Regions from separate parts of the Mus musculus genome. Here regions 1, 2 and 4 are each linked to region 3. A link is a contact called in public HiChIP or PLAC-seq and promoter capture Hi-C data. All regions are on one chromosome and are shown on one strand. Each heading gives the region's core, a stretch centred on a gene start, on an enhancer-like site or on the middle of the called end of the contact. The rest is flanking DNA. Distances are from core to core; before and after follow the strand shown.

Region 1 (2,700 bases), core at 195-2,694, 860 kb after region 3:
ATGCCTAGTTTTCAAGATGTCTTAAGGGCGTCTGAAAAACTCATAAAGCTGGCATCCATCCAAAGGAATTGCCTTTGACATCACTTTAAATACAAGAGGAAATACACACATACATCATAAGCAAGTCAAGAGTCTTCAAAGCATCCTCTCACATTAACAGCAAAAAGATCACCCCAACCCCCCCCCCTTTCTCTATCAAAGTTAGGTTATGCTGTTCTTATTCAGGGATCTGGAGAACTCACCCTCACTCATGGCTCTGAGGCCACAGACGAGGCATATCATCCCTCACACCTGGTTCAGGTACTTCGCTTACCAACTGGACAACAGTCTATGCATCTGACCACACCTACCACTAAATGGGAAAGTTACTAAGCAAAACCCTGCAGAACTGAAGTTAGGAAACAATCCTCTAATCTTTCAGAGAGACTATGTTTCTAGATACTCGCCAGTGTTCCGAAGTCCACTGGTCATGGTGCCACTCCTCGTTCAGTTCATTCTTTTAGCGCCCTTAATCCAGTCATTAGTGTTCATTGTCTCCAATTAACAACAACAACAACAACAACAACATGTCATTAAGACACTGATATTTGAAACTTTTCTCCACTCATCCACTTGACAGCCCATGCACACCCCTATCCATCCTTTAGGGCTGTCAGCCATCTTTTAATCTCAACTGGGGGGTGGGGAGTGGAGGGGGGGAGGTCTGAAGTTAATGAACATGATGAGGTTCCAAAGCAGGTGGGAATCTCTGCCTCAGACAAATGTTTCTTTTCACTTGGTGACAGGTGGCTGAAAGTTGCCAGAGCCGGGAAGAGCTTCCAGGACGGGACTAGTACATATAAACAGATTCCAAAAGTTCCGAGTAGAACACAGAATTAGAGAAGGGTAAGGACCATCGAGGAGGGAGGACAGCACCATCAGCGACTAGCATTGCTCTACTGAGTGCCCAGAGCAGTGATCCTCTCAGAACAAGTGATCCCAAGCAGTTCAAAGGGAAAGGCTGCTCATGTCACTGCTAGGGCAGTGGAGCGATCACCTTCTCTTGGGGGACACTTAGGAGCCAGGTCTGCCAGTAGGGCGGCTGAACTCGATGGCACGGATGTTGGGGAAAGGGAAGCAGACAGTACCCGCGCGCGTTCCGGGCAAGCGTGTGACCCGTGGGTGCGCGGCCTGGAGGTTCTAGGCGAGCACGGCGTTTCGAGCGTGGCGCTGATGGCGCTGAGCGTGCGAGCGGGTTAGACCGTAGTCACCCGGCCACCCCTCCCAGCCATCCCTCGTGGACAGCCCGGCTGCAACCCAGTCCCCGCCTGGGAGGCGCCCCTTCCCCGCCCGCTCCCTCGGCGTCCCGCTTTAGGACTCGGGGTTCTGCCCAGTCACCTACCGGCGGAGCGCCGTTGTCCTCAAACAAGCGAGTGTGGCGCTTCGCTGGCCAGCGATCGCTCCGGGCCCCTGCTGCCCCTCCTCGACCACGCCCCCGTGCCTATCCCCGCCCCGGGCCACGCCTCCCCCCGTGGCTGCGACTTTGCTAGCTTCCCGCCTCCTTTCTTTGGCCGCACCGCGACCCTTGATCCCACCCATTCCTATAAGTTAGCCAATAAAACGCCTTGATCCGGTCGGCCTGCCGGCCACTCCTCAGCAGCGATTGGCTAGCGAGGCCTCCCCAAAATGGGCACTGTTTCCGGCCAGGGTATCCAGCGCCGAAGGCTGGGTGGATGGGCGGTCTGTAGGCGAAGGAGGCCAGGGTGTTGGTTGAACTACACATGCGCTCTCGCCTTCTGGCAAATCTTACGGGCTGCATTCTTTTTGAGGTTACGGGAAGGAAGGGCGACTGTACGCATGCGTGGGCATTCCCGGCTTCGGCTTTGGTTACCTTGGAGACGGCGGGGCGCTCTCGCTCTGAGGTCTTGGGTTTCTCTGCTTTCTGCTTGAGGGCGAGGCTGCTTCGTGGGGGCCTGGTGGGGCCAGAAACATTTTTATGGAGCACGTAGAGTGAGCCCGGTTCTGTAAAGTGTGTGGAGATGAGGTTGCTCTGCCTACCCTCGAGAAGTGTGGGGAGCCAAAGGCCTATGTAGGACAGACCGGGTGTTGAAACGCTCTAAGGGAGTGTGCAGATGTGGTACAGTCTCCTTCCACCCCGAGAAGCTTCATGGTGTGTGTGCTGAGCACGGGATCCATTCTAAACTACAGAGTCAGGAAGACTTGGTCTTTGAAAACGTGCTCTCTACAGTGCCCTTTTTATGGGGCCGGGAAAGAGTGTAGGGAATTTATGGATTTTTTTTTTCTTTTCTAACTTTGCTAATGGGCTTCCTACTGTACCACAAGCTTCTGTTTACTGGTAATAAGAAATTACAAATATGTGTTTTTTAAAAAAATGTTTCCAGAATAAAAGATGCGCTGCGACCTTAGAGACTCTGCAAGGAATCCTAACTGCAGATGCAGGGACTGGTGGTATGGTGGGAGTGGCAGCCATATTCTTGGCTGGTTTGAGAAATAAGGAACGGCCTGTCTGGAAAGGTTTGAGCCAGGGCCAGACCACTGTCTGCTTGTGACCACTTTGCAGACCTAGCTTCTTTCTGGAGACAAGTTCAAGCCGACATCTGTTGTTGGACACCGAGAAAGGCCATTCATTTAGACAATGTGGAAACCCCACAACCTGGCCTGCATTCAGGAGGCTGAGGCAGGAGGATGACAAGTTTGAAG
Region 2 (2,700 bases), core at 172-2,671, 620 kb after region 3:
ACTCAGCACAAATAGGAAGGCTCTAAGCCCTTGTCTTTGGGCAATCTTCTCAGGATTATGATTAGACTAGCTAGTTACAGGACAAAGCCCAGAGGGACAGAAGCATTTAGGCAATTCTAAGATAGATGCTGCATTTACCTGGCTATAACTGATTCGTCCTTGGAAGTTGCCTGGATCCAACAGTGTGACTGGTGTGACGGTGAAGCCTTACAGAGGGCACAGAGTAGGTAGATACAGATTTATAGACAGATTTTGCCGCCTACAAACAATGTACCAACTTTTCTGGAACAGTCTTTTCATCTGTGAAAAAGGAATAATAATGGCATAACACATTCTAAGCTTGTTAAAATTATAGGAATTCAGGTACAAAAAGTCTTACGCCAGAGCCTGGCGTGTAAGTGCTCATTAAAGTCTTGTGTTGGGAGTAGGGGAGCTCGTGAGGCCTCAACCCCAGACTAAGAACTACAGGCAATTAAGGAAGGCTAAAAATGGGGGAGGAAATAGTTCTTCCCAGGCACACCAGCCCTGAAATCATTTGCATACAACATTATGCTTACTGAACGGGCTATATTTATATATTTAGGAAAACACACACACACCCATATGTAACAACAACTAAAGAAAAAGAGGCCATGAATTTGAGAGCAAGGTGGGGTGTATATGGGAGGGGTTAGAGGAAGGAAAGGGGAAGTGGGGAAATGGTGTAATTATCATAATCTTAAAAAAAAAGACTTGTTATGGAAGGCTCTAGAGGAGAATCAAAGGGAAATGTGAAGAAGAGCGCAGTGCAAAATTAGAAGCCAAGAAATGGTAAGCCTCCCCTGCAAGCAATCAAGTCTTTGGCTCGGGGGCAGTGTTCCACACACCTCAATGCACTGCCTCTCGGTTTTAGATTTCCAAAGACCCAGGTCTCCCTAAAGGCTGGAGTAGGGAAGGCAGCCGAGAGCAAACCTATAGGAAAGTCCTCTGTAAGGGCATTTGAGCTCCTGGAGAATCGCAGCCATGAACCTCAGTGTCTTTCACTTACCCAGGAATGGTAACGGTCCTTAACGTTAGCCGATAACGGCTCATCTGTGGCCTGTTGATTACCAAGGGCGGCCTGAAAACCTTGGACTTTGCAAGCCCTTTACTTGCGAAACTCTAATTCAACATGGAACTGCAACTCCCAGCGTGCCCCGCGACCACCCTATAAGGCGTACAGCGCCCTTCGTCTCAGAGGGCGGCCGAACCTAGGGGCTTCCGGAATTGCTGCCCGCTCCTCCCAAGGCAGCGTCCCTTCATGATTTCTGGGTTTTGTAGTCCACATCGGTACAGTTTTTTGAAAACAAGCCACCCTTAGTGGCAGATTTCTTCACACAAACTACAAAACCCAGAATACAGCGCGTACTTCCTCTGTCCAATAGGAGCCCTCCATGTAGCGGGGCGCGGAGTCCGGCTCTCGCAACCCAAGATGGCGGATGAGAGTGAGACAGCAGTGAAGCTGCCGGCACCTTCGTTGCCACTGATGATGGAAGGGAATGGAAACGGCCATGAGCACTGCAGCGATTGCGAGAACGAGGAGGACAACAGCCACAACAGGAGGTAACGAGATCATCGTAGCCCAATTCCTGTCCGGTCTCCCACAAGCTGGGTATCTGGGGTGCGGGGAAGTCACCGGGAGCTTAGTCTAACCCCACCCCCATGTTCTTATTGGCTAAGCCATTGAGATCCTACCTAGCGATTGGTTTTTGTCTTTGTCACTTACCAGGATGGGTGCTCAGATATTAAGGGTCGGAGACATGCAATACTTTTATTATATAAAAGTTCTGTTTAGTGTACCACTCCCTTGCTTTAGGCACGATGGGGGAAAAGAACATTTTGAACGGTAGATTTCAGTAGTACAATGCAGAGCAATCTAGAAGCTGCGGTTCAGAAGGAACGTTACTTATAAAGGTGTATGAGAAACGTGACTAGCCATAAACTAATAATAAAACATTTCGTTGTAGTTCACGCTCAATGAGGAAATTCACTAGGCTATACAAGCCATGCATATAATTATGTTGTAAAATATAACTGCCAGACAAGTCCGAAATATAAACTCACTATGATCCTATGTTATTAGTGATGTGATGTTTTGATTTATTCAGTGTCTGTTGCCTCAAATAATCGGTGAAGAGTCAATTTCATTGTACCTTCACTTTGTTAATTTAGTGAAGGGCCTCAAAGCTTCAATAAACTGATGTTGCTTCTTGGAGAACATGTGGTATTTGTGGGGTACTACTGCACGTCTTGTACTTTAGGGTCTCCCTGGGGTTTTTTGTTCGTTATGTTTTGCCTTTTTAGACAGGTTCTACTGTGTAGCTATGGCTGGCCTGGGGCATACAATGTAGAACAGATTGACTCCAAACTTGGGGTGATGTTCTTGTCTCTCGGGTATGGGGATTAGTACTGTTACAGGTCACTGTGTAGGTCAGGGTCTTACTATAAGTAATTTCAGTCTTTTGTTAGTAGAGAAGAAGAAATGGGCCAGATATTTGAGAATTTGTATTTGTCTTTGTTTTTCCAATCAGTACATCAGTAAGCCAGTCACGAAAAATGATGTATTTAAGTTCATATTATTTTCCTGCTGCTCTAACGCCCCCACCCAATATGTATGTATGTATGTATGTATGTATACATATGTATATTTTTGTGTAGAGACTTGTGGGTGTGTGATTGAGT
Region 3 (2,700 bases), core at 3-2,502:
TCAGCCCTGGTGGTCAGGAATGCAGCCTCCCCCACTAGAACCCCATCTCTGGGAAATCCTTATTTTGTCAGGCAGCTCGCCTTGATCTGGTACTCACCGCTGGTTGCCGAGGGTCTCTGAGACTGAAGGCGGACCTTCACCACATCCAGGGGTGTCACTGGGGAAGGAGGTAGGTCTGAAGGTTCCTTCAGGACACCACTCACCCTCTTCTTTATCAGAACCAAACTGCCTCCAACCTTTAGCCCACATTAACCCCCAGCTGCCCCATCCCCCATCTCCCCAGGTCTTACTGAAGAGGGAGGTGACCACAGCCCCGGCTCCTGAGGCCACCATTTGCTGAAGGGGGCTAATGCCCCCAGGGTCCTGATCATCCATCTTGGAATTTCAATCCTGAAAACACACACCACAGTCAAATGGAGCTTACCCCCTGACAAGGCAGGCCTGAGTGGGGGGAGTGGGGAGCAAGCATGAGCTAAGGTGCTCTGGGACTTTAACGACAGCGCACTCAGGTCTCATCCAGAGTTTGCCTCTATAATCTTTAAAATCTAGAAATGTGCTCACTTTGCCGAGGGGAAAACTAAGGCTCAAAGGTTGCTGTGACCTTCAAGGTTACGTCATTCGTTTGGAAAGAAGCTAGAATAGCCGTCGGCCAAAGACAGTGATGGCTATTTTCTCAGCCACATGCTCCTCCAGACCAGAGGCCGAAAGATCAAACACCTGAGCCCCTCCACCCAACATCTGGGCGGACACATGAGCGCCCCGGGCGAGGAGAGGTCGAGTCGGGCACCGAGAGAAACGTGTAAACAAATCTGCTGATAGAGGAAGGTCCACCTTCCTTCCCAAGATTGCTGGCCCTCCCCCACACTGCCTGCCTGGGGCCAGAGAGGACAGGCCGTGAGGCCTGGATGGCAGGACATTCTCTGTCTGCCTCCTCTCTCTCTTAAACACAAGCCGCGGAGATGGAAGCAGAGACCTAGTAACAAACCCTTTCACCGAGACTCGGCCGCACTCCATGCCCAGGCCCAGTAAAGGGGTTCACGGAGAGGCCCACCCCCTTCCCGCGGCCTCGATTCCCCTCCCAGCCGGGGACCCTCGGAGAACCCACTCCAGCCCAGGCCCGCCCACCTGGCTCGGAGCCGGTCCTTGCGCCGCGCCACGCCAGGGGCCTGGCGGGCCCATAGCGGCTCCGCGGCCGGTGCAGGGTCCGCGCGTGCCCGCTTCGCACAGCGGCCGCCCGGGAGAGCGGTGAGACCGGCTCCGCCCCCAGAAGGCGAAGCCCCGCCCCGTGGCCGACCGGCCGCGCGCACGGAGTGCAACGAGCTCCGCCCACTCGCGGCCCTCCTCCCACCCCCCCAGTTCCGCCCTTGCGCCGCGGCCGCGTGGGCGGGTCGCCGCGGCCCCGCGCTCCTTGCGGCCGGCAGGTCAAGGTCGCCGACTGGACGGCGCTTGCACCCGGCTCCAGTAGCTCTCCTCTGCCCACGCCCTGCAGGAGTGTTGTCCGGGGAGTCCAGACCTGCGATCGCTGGAACTTTCCTGACCGCTTGGGTATTGCTGCTCCGCGTCCTTTTACGAGGCAGCTGCCGCGAGGGTCGGTTCTTCAAGGTCATCAGAGTGTGGGACAGCAATGGCAAACATCTGCCCACTTAGCTCCGTGGCGGGAGTTTACGATTTATGGCGAGCCTGTTGGCTGGAATCACCATCCTCTTTTACGGATGATGAAACGGGGTTGCAACCCCAGAACGCTTTATGACCTGCAGGGCAGCCTTGTCAGCCGACCTGCAACCTGGGCTAGACGTGGTGTGGCCCTGGGCAAATTTACAGGACCTCTTTGGGCCGAGGACACAGAGAACGTAGAGCAAGAAAGAAAACCAGTGTTTCGCGACAGATCTTAGACTGTTACCACTTTTAATACTTAGAAGTTTTTTGTTTCTTTCCCCCAAGACGATCTACGTAACCTTTGCTGGCATAGTTTCCAATGTAGGCCAGAAATGGCCTCTACCAAAACTTTTCATAGTAGGTAATTACAGACGTAGGTACCCCCATTTTACAGAAAATGAAATGGACTCAAGTTAAAACTTTTGCCGCTGCCTTCCCCGGTGGGCTTGCAAACAGCGCTGTTTCCGCACCAGCTCAGTACCCGGCACCCCACCGCCCGCCTCGCCTCTAAGACTTCCAAGCTAAAACGGTGTTAACAGAAACTGGAACACGCGGTGTGAGGCTGCACCTTTAAGAAGAAAAGGCCGCGGCTTTGACGTCACTACCGTCTCCGCCCCTCAGTCCCCAACTGGTTGCAGACCGCGCTGGAGCCGCCCAGCCAGCCCAGCTAGCACGTGGATTCCAAGTGGCCAACCATAACTTTACCCTGAGAAAACCCTTTCGGCATTTCCATGGCTCGGATCCTCCAGCTTTGGGGGCGGAGTGAGAGCAAACGGGTAGTTAGGAAAGCAGCCAATGATCAAAAGGCCCGGGCAGTCGGTTGGCCGTGAGGCAGAGGCGGCAGGAGAGTCACGAGTGAAGTGTCGCTTGTGCTGCCCTGTCCTATCCTGTGTCCTCTCACCCCAAACCTGGCTTAAAAGTAACACAAAAGCTGGGCATGGTGGCGCACGCCTTTAATCCCAGCACTTGGGAGGCAGTGGCAGACGGATTTCTGAGCTCGAGGCCAGCCTGGTCTACAAAGTGAGTTCCAGGACAGCCAGGGCT
Region 4 (2,700 bases), core at 32-2,531, 620 kb before region 3:
TTGGATTGGTGAAGAGGTGGCGATAATATGGGGAAGAGACCTGGCGAGCCCGGGTTACAGCCTCCCCACTGGTGATAAGGGACGGAGAAGAATGAGTGGTTTGACTTTTGGGGAAACGTGGGTTGGGGAAGTCCAGGATAAGGCTTTGGGATGGATGTACGTGGATTAAGCAGAGGGGTCGCAGTTTGTCTGTTTCTTTACCTTCTGAGTCGGAAGGCGGCAGGGAGCCCGGGTCCATGAGCTTTCCCTGCGGGACCATCAGCGCTTCGCCCAAGCTCCCATTTCCGGGAGATTTCTGCTGGAAGGAGGGGGGAAGAATGCCCCCGAATCACCCTGAGGAGTCTAGCTTGGGGTTGGGGGTGGGGTCCCGGGGTGGCTCAGGGGCCAGGCGGTCCTGGACCCACTGAGACCCCCCGGGAGGGGGCTGCGGGGCGAGTAGGGGCGGGGTGCGGGGCGGGGGCGGGCGTGGAGGCCGGCGCGGCGCTCACGCTGCAGAAGGTGTAGGGCACTCGCTGGTCCAAGTATCCGCCTTTCATCCTCCGCTCCATCCGGCCGCTCCCTCCGGCCACAGGGCCGGGCCCCCGCGCGGAGGCAGAGACCTGGGAGGGGGGAGGCAGTTCGCACACGGTCCCGGGAGCGCTGCGGGGGGGAGGGGGCGATCGCGAGGCTTTGGATCGGACAGCGAAACTTCTCCGACTCGCTGGGACCTGCGCGGCCGAGCGCCTCCACCGCCACTCCTCTCCCGCCAAAGGAGGTCCCACCTGCTCCCTTGAGCTGGGGTTGGTGTGTCTGCTTTCTGCAGCCCTGCTCAGCCCGAACTGGGTTACATAAGACGTGTGTGTGCGTGTGTGTGTGCGCGCGTGTGTGAGTGTGTGTGTGTGTATGTGGGCGCGCGCGCGCGGCGCACACCATTCGCACGCCCATAACTCAGGCGCCCCCTCCAGCCTCGAATCCCGACGCCTCCCACCCCCGCCCCGGAATGTGCGGAAGCGGGCGCCGAACAGAGAGAGTGTGGTGTGTGGGAGATGAAGCGGGGAAATCACAGACACTCTCCCTTCCTTCCCCTTCCGCAGCTTCACCTGAGGTCCGGGCGTCTGTGCCGGAGCCGCGGGGGGATGCTCAGCATGCCCGGGGGATGACACAACTAAGGTGGCGGGGCTAGGCCGGAGCGAGGCGGCCTGAGCCCCGGGTCCCCAGAGCCCCGGCTTGTTTTCCGGGCGCAGCAGACAGTTGTGAGCCCGGGGGAGCAGCTGATTGGTGCATTTCCTTTGCCTTGGCCTCCGTTCTCGCTCTTCCCCCGCCCCTCCCCACCGGTTCCCTTTGTTTCATTGACTTTTGTGAATGAAACCCCAGGGCCGGGCACGCCCGCCAATCCTCAGACTCGGCTAGCTGAGCTTGAGGGAGGAGTTTCCCAGCCACGAAGACCAATCAGAAAGTAGGGGCTGGCTCCTGGCTTCATTCACTTTTTGGACTTCCATTCATAAAAAAATAAACTCCTTTCGGCTTTAGTTCATTCATAAAGAATTGAGAAAAAAAGACGGAAGCTGAAGACCCGGCAGCTTCTCCACGGGTTCCAACCTGGGTTTTGGGTCTAAGGACCCCTGAGCTCCTTCCGCTGGCGTTAGCTCACGCCTCTGTGCATCTATACTTACGTGGGAGTGTGAACACGTCTGTGTGCCCTGGGGGGAGGGGGAGGCAAACGGACTTGTGCGCCCAGAGGAACCATAATAACTAGCATTTATGAAGCGCTCTGCCTCCACGTGCTAATTTCCTTCCCATAACGTGGTGCTGCGGAGCGGTTTCCATTTTACTTTACAAATGAAAATGGAAGAAAGCTAAGAAAGACACCATGGCCTCCTCACCTGAGGTAACTCAGCTTGTCACTGAGGGGCATTAGCGTTTCAAAGCCACCAAGGTCTTCTGTGCAGCCCTCTGAGACCCCGAGCTACTTGAAAACAAATGGAGGCACAGTTGGTGCTCAGTAAATGTAAACTGGCTCAAACCGGCTTTCTCACGGGTCTGTGATCTGTAGAGTTGCTTATTCTGTGACCCGCTTTATCATTCATTCGAGGCTTTGCCAACAAGAGGCTCAAGGATGTCTCTCTCGCTGCCATCTTACTCCTTATGATAGGAAGCAGAAATCCCAAGTGACTTGGTGATCAAAAGACAGGATGGGTTCCAATTTTGTCCAAGAGGTTGATCTTAGTGTTTGTCATTCGAGCATCACTGCCTTCAGTAAATATCTGCTGTGTCAGACATGGTGCTGGGCGCCAAGCAAGTGTGAGAAAGACTACCTCCCTTGGGATCTGGGTTGCTTTAGATGCCGTCACAAGGACCCACAGGCCCACAGGGCTGCTTTCAAAGTTCATCTGTCTAACCAAACAGTACTTCTGAGAAAGAAAAGGTGCATGCAATCTCTTCCAGCCTGTAGGAGTCAGAGAAGGGACAAAAACCTTAACCCCCTGGCACCTGAACTGGGCTCTTTCTGCCACACAAACTCCTCCCCTTTACCTACCAAACTGTTCTTTAAAGTTTGAACCTGCTGCCGCTCTCCTCTAGGGACCCCCCTTTTCATGAGAGCCTGGGTCAGTCCATATATATGGTGAGGTATCTTTCATTCTCTTCCCTGTTAGAGAAATCCCTATATAGTTATGGGGATCTCTGCGGGGGCCCAGAGGAGGACTCCTTCCTTGAGCCTCG

The links. Promoter capture Hi-C pulls out the DNA fragments that hold promoters and counts their contacts. HiChIP or PLAC-seq counts read pairs in DNA pulled down with a chosen protein or histone mark.
Region 1: a contact with region 3 is called in an HNF4G HiChIP or PLAC-seq map of pancreatic cancer cells. The contact joins the promoter of Map3k14 here to the promoter of Slc25a39 in region 3. A contact is called at or near these places in 2 of 115 datasets of contacts at active chromatin or transcription factors (microglia and pancreatic cancer cells).
Region 2: a contact with region 3 is called in a promoter capture Hi-C map of liver, with 2.4 times the contacts expected there. The contact joins the promoter of Nmt1 here to the promoter of Slc25a39 in region 3. A contact is called at or near these places in 1 of 39 promoter capture datasets (liver), 1 of 484 Hi-C or Micro-C datasets (CD4 T cells) and 1 of 9 other capture datasets (adipose tissue).
Region 4: a FOXA1 HiChIP or PLAC-seq map of pancreatic cancer cells shows a contact between it and region 3. The contact joins the promoter of Etv4 here to the promoter of Slc25a39 in region 3.

The regions. Positions count from the first base shown.
Region 1 is chr11:103,265,957-103,268,656 of GRCm38.p6, forward strand. It overlaps Map3k14 (mitogen-activated protein kinase kinase kinase 14), which reads right to left and starts at 1,445. Exons shown (of 16, transcript NM_016896.3): 1 at 1,382-1,445.
Region 2 is chr11:103,027,122-103,029,821 of GRCm38.p6, forward strand. Nmt1 (N-myristoyltransferase 1) reads left to right here and starts at 1,422. Exons shown (of 12, transcript NM_008707.4): 1 at 1,422-1,581. The coding sequence starts at 1,451. It also overlaps a transcript of Dcakd not described here.
Region 3 is chr11:102,406,265-102,408,964 of GRCm38.p6, forward strand. Slc25a39 (solute carrier family 25, member 39) reads right to left here and starts at 1,253. Exons shown (of 12, transcript NM_026542.3): 1 at 1,126-1,253; 2 at 291-390; 3 at 98-157. The coding sequence starts at 375.
Region 4 is chr11:101,784,029-101,786,728 of GRCm38.p6, forward strand. Etv4 (ets variant 4) reads right to left here and starts at 1,282. Exons shown (of 13, transcript NM_001316365.1): 1 at 1,080-1,282; 2 at 489-599; 3 at 202-295. The coding sequence starts at 548. Gm39392 (a long non-coding RNA gene) reads left to right here and starts at 1,293. Exons shown (of 3, transcript XR_880221.3): 1 at 1,293-2,700.